2 separate regions of the Mus musculus genome follow, and region 1 is linked to region 2. The links are chromatin contacts, called in public Hi-C maps. All regions are on one chromosome and are shown on one strand. The core of a region is the stretch at or near the end of the contact, and the rest is flanking DNA. Distances in the headings are between cores, read along the strand shown. Region 1 overlaps Sdk2 (sidekick cell adhesion molecule 2). Region 2 holds the start of Cpsf4l (cleavage and polyadenylation specific factor 4-like).

Evidence for each region. Hi-C and Micro-C count contacts between places; a contact is called where the count stands out from the background.
Region 1: a contact with region 2 is called in a Hi-C map of 8-cell embryo, with 4 times the contacts expected there. The contact joins the enhancer-like site here to the promoter of Cpsf4l in region 2. A contact is called at or near these places in 19 of 39 promoter capture datasets (the 3T3-L1 cell line, 3T3-L1-derived adipocytes, the HPC-7 cell line and 13 more), 4 of 15 datasets of contacts at CTCF or cohesin (the NIH/3T3 cell line, embryonic stem cells and large pre-B cells), 93 of 484 Hi-C or Micro-C datasets (the 3T3-L1 cell line, 3T3-L1-derived adipocytes, 8-cell embryo and 58 more), 32 of 115 datasets of contacts at active chromatin or transcription factors (CD4 single positive thymocytes, the SCID.adh cell line, T-cell acute lymphoblastic leukemia and 20 more) and 5 of 9 other capture datasets (adipose tissue, embryonic trunk, liver and 2 more).

The regions. Positions count from the first base shown.
Region 1 is chr11:113,793,315-113,799,227 of GRCm38.p6, forward strand. It overlaps Sdk2 (sidekick cell adhesion molecule 2), which reads right to left. Exons shown (of 45, transcript NM_172800.3): 41 at 1,609-1,773; 42 at 409-549; 43 at 1-124. Among named protein-coding and RNA genes, the nearest start is that of Gm51930, 7.8 kb to the right of the region's middle. Within about 2 kb of position 4,272, at least 34 of the 459 cell types and tissues checked have an H3K27ac peak or open chromatin away from gene starts, as enhancers often do. A contact at or near this core is called in 8-cell embryo, the G1E-ER4 cell line, astrocytes and 9 more, where this site is marked.
Region 2 is chr11:113,706,271-113,712,600 of GRCm38.p6, forward strand. It overlaps Cpsf4l (cleavage and polyadenylation specific factor 4-like), which reads right to left and starts at 3,256. Exons shown (of 8, transcript NM_026682.2): 1 at 3,117-3,256; 2 at 2,534-2,584; 3 at 147-299. The coding sequence starts at 3,219.

The DNA.
Region 1 (5,913 bases), core at 3,022-5,521, 88 kb after region 2:
TTCTTCCTGCAGAAGGAGTTCTTTACGGACAGCCGACGGTTGTTGAGCTCCAGAGCAGGGAAACTGCTTTCATCCAAGCTTAGCATCTCCCCGTGGCCGAGCGCTCCTGACTTGGTATTCCCTCCTGAGGGCAAAGAGATGTGGGGGGAGAGGGGGGAGAGAATTGGTACCCATCAGACCACACAGCCAGCCATTCCTTCCCAGGTCCATTCTCCCACTTAGCTGGGATGCTCCTTTTTCTTGCTTGTTAGTATCAAGACCCAGATTAGAGCCCAGGGTTGTGTGGAGGAATTCCTGGCTGCCTCGCCTGAGATGGTACATTGCTAGAAAATGGACCTTCCCAGCCCCCAACATAAAGAAGACCCCCAGGAGTCAAGCCTGCCGTTGGGAGGACACAGGGTCACTCACCTGAATCTGTCTTCTTGGAGTACTTCTTGCTCTGACCTCGGATGATGAGTACGAAGACCAGGAGAAGGATGAAGATGAGGCCCACAAGAGCAATGACCACTAAGAACCACCATTCCTCATAAAAGGGGCTGGCTTTCTGGGCTGCAACAGCAGTAGAGTGTCAGGACCTGGATGCTCAATACTCTCCTGCCTACAAGCCTTCTTGGTCCATCTGGGGTCCCACCACCTGCTCATGGGCATTACCAGTAGGTGGGGGTCTGTGCACTCTAAAAGTTTCTGCTTTGATCTGCTGGCAAAGGTTTGCCTGGGAGACCATTTTAAGAAGAGTTTTATGGTCTAGTTGATTGAGAATTCCCTGGGTTTATTAAGAAAGAGTGCTGCGATCGATGAGTGATGTCTGCCAGGGGATCAAGAATGGAGAGTAGCAGTTTGTTAGCTGCTTTTTTGTTTTTGCTCTCCTGACTTTGGGGGAAAAAAAAAAGACTTTGATAGACAGATTCTAATTTGTGTGTGGAAAGATGTTTCTCTGGACTTTAGTAAGCCTGAGAGATCTTTCCTCAAAGTTATAGTGAATGTTTTTGTTGTTGTTGTTATTTATTTATATGTTTATTTATTTACAGATGGTAGGAAGCTAAGAAGTTTATTTTCATCTCTTTGTCTTTCATAATTTGGTGTTATCCATCTCGGCACAGGAGCAGTATATGGGTGGAAAAGGAGCTGGGTTGCTAATGCCCAAGCAGAGAGCCGATTTTCTGCCTCTATATTTAAAGTGGTCAGTAACTGGGCAGGGCCATAGGTGTAGGCCTAGTGCCACATGTGAACCCTGAGGTGGATAGGAGGAATGAAAGAGAGGGGGAGGGTGGGGCAGTGAACAGGACCCACCTGGGGTGCTGCCCAGTGGGGTCTTAGAGGCCACCAGTGTTAGCCCATGGCCCACCTGGGTGCTGTCTGTTGGGAGTGGGGTGAAGTGGCTTGTGTGGAGCCATAGTTTATGGCCTGGCTAGCAACTTCCTCTGAGGCTGTGAACTGCGGTAGGCATGGAGCCCAGAGCTCATGGTTAGAGAAGTTGAGGGACAGTGCATTTCTATGACCACCTTGACTCTTCTGCTGCCCAGTGTCCGCCTTCTTCCTGTCCCCTTCCCCCAGCATGACATCAACTCTTCCATGGACTCTCTGACCTGCCACCCTATAGGCTGGTACCTGGCACAGACTGGGAGGGGCTGCTGGGAGTGCCAAAGCCGTAGTCGTTGACTGCGATGACCCGGAAGTCATAGCTTACGCCTGGCTTCAGGATGTCCATGCTGAAGGTGTAGGAAGTCACCTCCTTGGGGATATCCTTGATGAGAATGTCCCAGAGCCCCTCATCTGCAGGAGCAGAGAGAGGAGGCACTGTGAGGTGGAAGAGCCTCAGATCCCAGCTGATCTGGTTCTAGCTGTAACCCCCTGAATAACGGGTCCCATCTAATCAGTGGCCCAACGCATGCCTGAGCCTGGCTCTTAGGACGGCCTTGTCTTAGAGACAGATACTTTCTGAGAGAGTGTGCCTCTAAAATCTTTTCTTTAAAATTAAAACATCTGTAAAACATTTAAAAAATGTACCATGCAATAAATTCTTTAACAACCAAACCAGTACAGGCTGAACATCCTAATCAGAGAAACTAAACTCTAATATCGACACGCCTGTGATCTTAGCACTCCAGAGGTCAAGGAAAGAGGATATCAACCTTGAGGCTAGCCTGGGATATACAGTGAGACTTAAATGAATAAAAAAGTAAAATCTAAAATGCTCCCAAAAAGAAACATTTTGAGACCTATAACATCTCAAGCAGAAAGACTACACACGCTTAAACTTTACTTCATGTACAAAATACTAAAATAGTGTATAAAATTAATTTTTAGGCTATGTGTATATGGTATATCACATAAGAAAATTTATATTTGTCTATCCAAAATATATTTAGTATATTTGCATAGATATTATATAGGCAATTATATTCTTATTCTATGTTATATTATGTATATATAATATACATATATAACAGGATATGTATTATAGAATTATCTTGATCTCCCAGCTCTCCCTGCCGCAGCGGCCCCAGCCTCACTCTCAGGGACCTCATTCTTCCGTGAACTTCTGAGCCGATCTCCTGTACCAGGGCTGGCTTCCCAGTTCCAGAACATTCTCTCCCGGATTGAAGGAATCTGTTGCTCTTACCACACTTTCCCTCGGATCCAGCAGGGGAATCTGGGACATAAGTAGCCACCACTGCCCTAGCATCATTTGAAAAAACATTTTGGACCAAGTCCAAGTGTGCTGCAAGCCGGGTCGAGGGCAGCCTGCCTCTCTGCATCATAGACCCTGCAAGTTTACCGAAGCCTGCATGAGGTCTGTCTGTTCAGAGATTCTCCCAGAAGGCCCTGGGTCCTGAGCCATGGCTGGTAGTATGCATTATGCATGTGTGTGCGTGTGTATGTGTGTGTGTGTGTGTGTGTGTGTTTGTGCGCGTGCACACGTGCGTGCACGGCCATGTCTGGGTCTCCTTTGCTCCTCCTTCATTGCTCTTCACCTCATTCTTTTGAGACAGTGAGGGTCTGTCATCGAATCTTGAGCTCAGCAATCAGCTAGGCTGGCTGGGCATAGACCATGGGGATCCCTGCTTGCCTCTACCTCCCGGTACTGGGGTCACAGAATTTTCCCTCAGCTCTTATATGGATGCTGGTCATGCAAACTCGGGACCTCATGCTTGGGTAGCAAGCAATTTACCCAGAGAGTCGTCTTTCCTGCCTCATTGTCAGTATTTTTGAATATCTACTTGATTATTACCTACGTTATTTTAATTTTTTAAAAATTACCTTTATTTTATGTGAATTGGTGTTATGCCTGCATGTATGTCTATGTGAGACGATGTCAGATCTTGAAGTTACAGATAGTTGTGAGCTGCCACCCACATGTATATCAGAGTTAGATCTGGAGTTACAGACAGTTGTGAGTTGCCACGGTGGGTGCTGGGATTTGAACCCTAGTCCTCTAGAAAAGCAGTCAGTGAGTGTCCTTAACCACTGAGCCATCTCTCCAGCCCGCTAACTTAAAAATCTTTTGAGACAGGGTCTCACTTTGTGGCCCAAGCTGATCTGGCATCCACAACTCCCTGCCTCCTCCTCTTTCCTTGTGCCAGCATATCCAGTTACCCAATTATCTTTCTGTTTAATCTCCTGGCGCTCTCCCTACTTCGAGGCTGTGCAATCCTTAAGGATCATGTGTGGCTTGTCTTTATATCCTTATACACCAGCACTTAGCTCAGACACCCTTCGTGGCGTGTGCTAAATCTAGGAGCTCTGACTTTCCCCTGCGTTTCTCATAGTATTATCTCGCAGGTCAATGCGTAGCTCAGCACTTCATTCCTTGGGATGTAGTGGGGCTCAGATCCCTCATGCGATTACTGTAACAATGTGGCCTCTCCCATAGCAGCTGACAGTCCTGTGTCATACAACCTGATGCGCGGGCTGGGGGTGGGGTGGGGGAGTAGCTGTAACAATGACAGGGGGTAAGAACTTCTCCTGTCTGACAGATAAGACAAGGCTCAGAGAACTTAACTTGTCTTGCCAAGGTCACAGCGACATGGCTAACAGTGCTGGCATTTTCTGCTGAGCTACCCGACTCTTGGCATTGAGTTTCCTCATGGTACCCGGGAAAAGCGGTGGGTGCAACCAACGTCTGCTAATAGCTCATGGAGAATCCTGCTGTTGCCTTCTAGAGGCTGAGGTCTCCTGCCTGCTCTTTATACCCACTCCCCCTTCTCTGTACCCCACACAAACAAAGGATGGGGGCTGGGCAGTGAGACCAAGCCAGAAGCTGCTAGAATGTCCCTCAATGGCCTCAGTCCTCAGAGTCAGCAGATGTGGGAGCCAGTTCACAGGCCCGGTCAGTCCCAGAGCGAACCCCTCCCTCGCTCTGCTCTGCCCGAGAGCTAAATGGCTCAAAGTCGGTATGTCTAGCTTAGTCTGTGTAGCACAAAGCACAGCAATGCAGGGATATTTTGTGTCACCAGGGCTGTTTTGTCATGAGGAGCACATTAGCATGGAGGGAGGATAAAAGAGGGGGAAGGCAGCCCAGAGGAGGGGAGACAGCCATCTCTGAAAAGCAGCTCACTTTCCAACAGGTTTAATTAAGGGTTGTCCACGCATCCTCAGGGCTCCCTTCCCCTGCTTTCCCACTGTCTGTTCTTCCTTAGAACTGCTGGTGTTGACCCTTCTGTATCTGTCACGGAATGCTGGCTCAGTCCTTCCTCTGTTCCACCTGTGTGCACCAAGTCACAACCCCCAAACTTGGAAGGACAGTGGCCCATGCTGGGCCTCCCAGGAAACACTGGAAAAGCAACAGGCTGAGGTCCGGGGCCAACATTCCACAGCCTGGCACCGGGTCGGCTGACTTTGGTGGAATAAGCAGGCACAGGCCTTGGTGAGGAGATGCATGCAAAGGCCTCTGGGCCAACTCAACAGCCGGCACCAGGGAGGGACCATCTGGAGAGCCGGCACCACCTGCAGTGTAGGCGACCTGGTGCATCTGAGTTTGCTAGACACTGAGCTATGGTGGCTGTGATGGTTAGTGTGAGATTAGGGCAGTGGTGGGTGGTGGTGGCTTCCAGGAGCTCCCAGAATAATTAATTCTTTGTTATTGGGGTGACCCAGCCACCCTGAGGAATGTACAACCTGTGGTGGTGGTGGTGGGAGCTGGTTCAAGTCTCCATAAGAAGTATTCTGTGGAAATGGCTTGGCCAGCAAACTGCTTCTTTTGCAAGCATTGAGATCGGAGTTTGATTCCCTAGAACCCAGGTTTTTGTTGTTGTTGTTTGTTTGTTTGTTTGTTTGTTTTTGTTGTTTTTGTTTTTCTGGATTTTTTTGAGACAGGGTTTCTCTGTACTAGCCTTGGCTGTCCTGGAACTCACTCTGTAGACCAGGCTGGCCTCGAACTCAGAAGTCCGCCTGCCTCTGCCTCCCAAGTGATGGGATTAAAGGCGTGAGCCACCACTGCCTGGCCAGATCCCAGGTTTTTAATCTTTGTTTTCAAAAGCCAGACACGGGCACAGTGGCAAGCGATTGGGAGCTCAGTGCTGGAGAGACAGGATGATCTCTGGGGCTCTCTGGCCAGCTAGCCGAGGTTAATTTGGTGAGTTCCAGGCTAGTGAGAGACCCCGTCTCATAAAACAAGGTGAACGGCACCTGAGGAATTACACCAGAGGCTGACTTTAGGCATCTACCTGCATGCACATGTCAACTACTACTAGGCTCTCCTACCTCTGACTATTAATTCTCATTTGGCAGCAAAGACTTATCTTATCTTTCTCAACTTCTATCGCCTAGGCGCAGAGCCTCAGAATACAAAGATCAAGCCGGCAGCTCTCGGCTGACTTGGGCTCCTCTGATTAGCTTGGAAACCTAGCAACAGAGGGAGCTGGAGTTTGCGGAGTAATGGAACTGGTGCCCGGGGAAGCAGGTGCAGGGCCG
Region 2 (6,330 bases), core at 2,006-4,505:
TTGGTTGTATTTTCTTAGGGTTCAGAGAAGCCGACAGCTTAGGCTCAGATAAGGCTGGACTTCTGGGGCACACCTGACTACCAGATTCCTTTCCTACCCCACCCTAAAGCCCTCCATCACCCCCTACAAACCGGGAGAGGCATTACCGAACTTGGAGTGGAAATAGCACACGGGCATCTTGCTGACGTCATACTGGTGCAGGAAGTCGCAGCAATCACTCTTCCGGCAGAGGCCTCGAAGCCAGTGTTTGCACACCACCAGCTTCTCACCCTGCTCGTGCCGGAGTGGGCATAGCATCCCTGCGGAACATGATACCTGTTGTAGGCCCCACCTAACCAGCCTGGGGGATTTCGCAGGGCCTGGAAGGTGACTCCTCCTCCTCCTCACCTGTCATCTCTATGTCCCATCACCCAGACACAACCTAGAACAGGCTGGAAGAGGGGTCAGGGGACCACACTGGGCAAGAGGATATCTTAACAGAACCTCCAGGCTGCCTTTCCCATACCCAGCCCAGCTCTTGGCATACTGTAAGTGCTTGTTGAGTTCATGACTTTTACAGGGAGGGAAATATTCTGGATTTGTTTATTCCTTATTAAATAATAATAATAATAGAGCTGGAGAGATGGCTCAGCGGTTAAGAGCACTGACTGCTCTTCCAGAGGTCCTGAGTTCAATTCCCAGCAACCACATAGTGGCTCACAACCATATGTAATGGGATCTGATGCCTTCTTCTGATGTGTCTGAAGACAGCTACAGTGTACTCATATAAATAAATCTATGAATTAAAAAAAAATCTTGGGCTGGTGAGATGGCTCAGCAGGTAAGAGCACCGGACTGCTCTTCCAAAGGTCCGGAGTTCAAATCCCAGCAACTACATGGTGGCTCACAACCATCCGTAACGAGATCTGACTCCCTCTTCTGGAGTGTCTGAAGACAGCTACAGTGTACTTACATATAATAAATAATAAATCTTTAAAAAAAAATCTTATGAGCCGGGCGTGGTGGCGCACGCCTTTAGTCCCAGCACTCGGGAGGCAGAGGCAGGTGGATTTCTGAGTTCGAGGCCAGCCTGGTCTACAGAGTGAGTTCCAGGACAGCCAGGGTTACACAGAGAAACCCTGTCTCAAAAAACCAAAAAAAAAAAAAAAAAAAAAAAAAAAAAAATTCTTATGTGTTTGTGTGTTTGTGTGTGTGTGTGTGTATGTATGTATGTATGTACGTGCTTGCGTGCCGAAGCCCTCAGAGGTCAGAAGTGCCATCAGATCTATAACTGCAGACAGTTGTGAGCTGCCAGGTGGGTGCTGGGAACTGAACCAGGGTCCTCTGCAAGAGAAGCAGATGCCTGTAACTGCTGAGTCGTCTCTCTCAGTCTTTGAAACAGGGTCTCGAGTAGCCCAGGCTGGTCTCAAATTCACTATGTTTCCAAGAATGAGCTTGGAATTCTGACCTTTCTGCCTCCAACTTCGAAGTGCGGAGACTACGGGCCTGCATCGCCAGCCGGAGATCATGAGCTTGCTGCAGGCTAGGCAAGTGATCTACCCACGCACTGCAGGCCTCCTTGGCGTGAGTTCACGACTTCAAATATTAAGGACAACACAGGCATGACATGGGTGACTCTAACAGTGGCCACACACTAGAAACATTACATTTGACCACCTCGGTATCTTTATTCAGCAGACACTGCCACTGGAAGGGAGGGCTATGTCTAAGCAAGGCTTGTTTCCATGCGTGACAAGGACATCCTCTTTGAATGCCCCCTGGCCTGCCTGCATGACTCTGTCTGTCTGTCTGTCTCTCTGTCTCACACACACACACACACACACACACACACTCCTGGCTGGCCATTCCTTGGGCTCTGGCTTTCCTCAGTAGCAGCTTTCTCTTTGAGCTGTGGCTCACTCACTCTGTAATGGACCTCGAAGGTTCTGGTTTCCCGGGGCCTGGATGGCCAGTGAGCTCCTCTTCTTCTCATGCAATCATCCCGAAAGGGCTCCAGGTCCTCTCTGCCCCACCCCCAGCCTCCTGACTTATAGGAACCGAATATTAAGGCTCTCCACGGCAGGCCCCTTAAGACTCTCTTCACCTGAGTCCATAGCCGGGCTTCAGGGTGAATTAGAAACACTACTGTTAGGGGTTAGGTATGTAGACCACTGTATGTTGCTATTGGAGGAACCTCAAAGTGACCTCCAATCCAGAAAAGAAGACCAGTAGCCAGGGTGGGGTTCAAATCAGAGACTTCTGTCATAAACTAGCTAAGGTATGTCGTCGCACAGGTGAGCAGCCTTGAGCAGATAATAATATGACCGTAGTTAGGAATTGAGAGTGTGAGCCTTGTGTGGTGACCCTCAGCATAATAAAACACAACTTCTGTGGTACCAACTACACATGGCTGGCTACCTTCTTGCTCATGACAGAGGCTGGATCCTATCTAGTCCAGGAGCCAAGCTCACACTACGTCCTAGTCCCCAGCTGAACCCAGCATGGTCCCCACAGCCGTTCCTGTCCCGGCCCAGCCCAGGCCTGACTCACTCACCTTTCACACAGAGCCCTTTAGCGAAGAAGTTGCACACAGCTGAACTGGACTCTGGAGGAGAAAGAAACCGGAGGAGAAGGTGGCGTTCCCAGAGCTGGAGCCTTGCGGCAAGTCCCACCTAAGCCTCCGGGCTTGGAGCTGCGTGGGCCCCGACTACTCTCTCTGGCTGGGCTTTGGAGTTTTGTTGTTTACCTGTTCCTTTGCCCGTCTGTTTATGCAACTGTCTCGCCCTGTAGTTCAGGTTGGACAGAACCGCCACAATCCTCCCGCCTGCCTCTCAGCCCCTTGGCGGCCCCAGTCCACCATCAAAACCAGTTCTCATTTGTCTCCGTCTGTGGAGGCTGAGTCAACGGGGTACCCTCTTCCGAAACCCTTCCCCCACCGCCCAGAACCAGTCTCTAAATTCCACTTAAACTCAGCCCACCTCTGAGGCAGGAGGTGGAAGGTTTCGGGGGCACCCAGGGAGCTCTGGCAGCTCGGAAGTCTGCCTTTCTATCCCGGGCAGTGAATACCCAGAAGCTGTGTGGGAGAGACGCACAGCACCTCCAGGACCTGAGCAGGGGACACAGGCATCGCCACTCACTGTCCATGCCCTGGAAAGGCAGTAGCCCAGTGCCCTTCTGCGATTCCACATCCAGCTCAAAGGCGAACGTGAACCCTTGCAGCCCGGCAATGACCTCCTCCATCTTCCGTCTCCCGCCGGAAAAGCAGAAAGAGCCAAGATGCCAGAACCCCCGCAGGTGGCTCCTATATAGCCCATCCGCACCTAATCCTAATTAACGGGGCCAGGCCCTATCTGATGCTGGCCCCTCTTTCTCACCCTCTCAGGTCACCTCTTCCTTCAAGGGGCCAGGTGACTGCACGTGACTTTCTGGCTGAGTGTACCCCCAGAGGCTCCTCGGCTGCCTCAGCCCTCCCACCCACCCATGCAGGTGCAGGCCTTCCAGGGCCCCACACCCCCACACTGTTCACACAACCCCCATCCTCAGCTGGGGAAGGGATTGGCAAAGACTCACACCTGCTTATCTCTGCCGATCACAGAACAGAGCCGTTGCCAAACCAGTGTCCCATTGTATGTGTGGGGATATAACTACCCATTGATGCGAACCTACTGCATACAGCGATGCCCAGGTGTTGGGTGGAGTGGGATGGGGGTAGTCAGAGGGTGTGTGGGACAGAGGAAAGGTTCCTCCACTAGGTCCCAGCCACTCTCCCTCCCACCAGGCCCTCTGAGCCTCTTTTCTAGACGGAATGACAAACCCCAAGCGTGCTCTTCCTGGAAGGGGGGTGGGGGGGGACAAAAGGAATGCAGGCCAGAAGCATCGGAAACAGTTCCATGAAGGGCCCTTTGTTTACCCCGCAGGCAATCACAATGGTAAGCTCCGAAGGAGGTGGAACCGACCCAAGGCTGGGGGTGACCTCCCAGCGAGGAATCCACTGGGCCACCCCAGAGCCTCCCTTACCCGGAGAAAATGCTTTGTAAATGAAATATCCATGCAAATGTTGTTTTATTATTATTAGGCCAACCCTGCCCTGAAGGGCTGAGGACCTCAGAATCGGCTTTCTTAGGAGCATTTTTAAAGCTCTAATTAAACCAGGCTATTTCCTTCCCCCTCCTGGGTCCTGAAGTGGCCTGGCCTCTCCAGGAGCCACTGTTACCAGGACATGTGGGCTTTTTAGGCCCTAGGAACTAGAACTAGAGACATCTCCTCCCCGGGACCCAGCGGGGAGAGGTAAGCTTGGCGCTGCAGGCCTGTGGCTGAGCCGACAGGATCCAGCCTGCCAGCTTTGTTTCCTGCGGCTGTTATGCCTAGATCTGTTGTTCTTTTGAACTCCAGATCTGAAAAGACAGCAGCTGGAGAGATAGATCCGCGCTGGGAATGGCCTTGGAGCTGGGTGGGGCTGGAGTAAGAGTAGCCTGGGATCACCCTGTACCCGGGACTGTAGGCAGAATGGCTGTCTAGGGCTGGAGATCAAGGGTCCCTGGGGAAGAGGCTCTTGCATCTCTTGACCCTATCCTTAGGTATTGATTAGGTCCTTGGTCTGTCACCTTGGGATTATTTGAGAGTCCCATGGGTCTGCTAGAGAAGGCAGAGGGGGCAACCAAGGTGCGGAAAGCTCAAGGGCACACTGCAGAGCCACGTCCTGGAGGTCACTGCCATGGGTGGGGGCTTGGGGGGCTGGAGGGACACTCAGGCTATGGGGCAGAAACAACACTGGACAGAATACGGGTTGGATGGAGGGATGAGGGCAAGGAAAGGTGGCAGAGAGTATGTTAGGAGAAAAATCTGGTGATGATGGGGGGGGGGGGGGCTTTGTCCAGAAGAGGGGCCTGACCAAGACTCAAGCAAAAACAAGCATTCAGAGAAGAAAGGGTGCAGTGGGCAGTAGGCTGGGAGGTGGAGGAGGGGAGGAGTCCTAGGCCACTTCAGAGGTTTGGATTGTTTTGTTTTGTTGTTTTGTTTTTGAGACAAGGCCTTTCTCTACTTAGCCCTGACCAACCCCAACTCACTAGGTAAATTGGCCTGTCTCCGCTGGGCTAAAAGGCATGAGCTGGGCTGGAGAGATGACTCAAGAGGTTAAGAGCACTGGCTGCTCTTCCAAGAGGTCCTGAGTTCAATTCCCAGCAACCACATGGTGGCTCACAACCATCTGCAGTGGGGTCTGATGCCCTCTTCTGGTGTGTCTGAAGAAAGAAATGGAGTACTCAAATACATAAAATGAATAAATAAATCATTACCCCCCCCCAAAAAAAGTATGAGCTACCAGGCCTGGTGTGTGTGTGTGTGTGTGTGTGTGTGTGTGTGTGTGTAAGGGGTGTGTGCTAATCATAAGGGTGATCACCCTGCAAGTCTTCCCTGGAGGATGGGCTGAGAGGAGGCAATGGATATGATATGCAAATAGTAGTCAGACTGTGATGGCTCACACCTTAATCCCAGCACTCATTTGGGAGACAGAGGCAGGTGGATCTCTGAGTTTGTTCGAGGCCAGCCTGGTCTACAGCAGAGCAAGTTCCAGAACAGCCAGAGCTAAACGGAGGAACCCTAAAACCAGTCAGAGCCCTGGGGACGTGGTCTGAGGTCCTTTCAGAAACAACCCTGGTACAGAACAGCTCGCGCTCCCGCCCCTTGGCTCCTCGTGGTTAGTGTGGCATATGAAAGCTAAACTGCCCCCTACTCAGTCCAGTGCCCTTACGGTGGGTTTGGCCTTATTTGGAATTAAAGACTTTCCAGATGTCAGTAAGTCAGGAGTTCCAAGATATGATCGCCCTGGAATTAGGACCATTAGTGGATGTCCTTGTGAGTGGAGAAGAGGACCCAGGCATGGTGGTACACACCTGGGTTGAGAGCATCCTGGCTGCAAGAAAGTCCGTCTTAAAATGCAAAAGGTGGAAAGAGATTCGAGACACAGAGATCCTGTAGAGAAGGCCACTGGAAGCCAAGAGGTAGAGAGAGGGTGGAGCCATCCAGCTAACTGCAGCAAGAAGACCTGACATCTTTGGCCTTAAGAACTTTAGAAATTAGGGAGCTGAGGCAGGAGGATTGCCATGATTGTGTGGCTAATCAAGTGTGGTGATTTGAATGAGGATGGCCTCCACATGCACATACAGTTGGATATCTGAGCTCCTTCCATAGTTTGCTGGAACTGTTTGAGAAGATAAGGTATGACCTTGCTGGAGGAGTTGTGTCATTGGGCTTTGAGGTTTCAAAAGCCTGTACCATTTCCTTTGCCAGTCAGCAGCTAGTGTGCTCTATTCTCTCTCTCTCTCTCTCTCACATACACACAAACACACACAC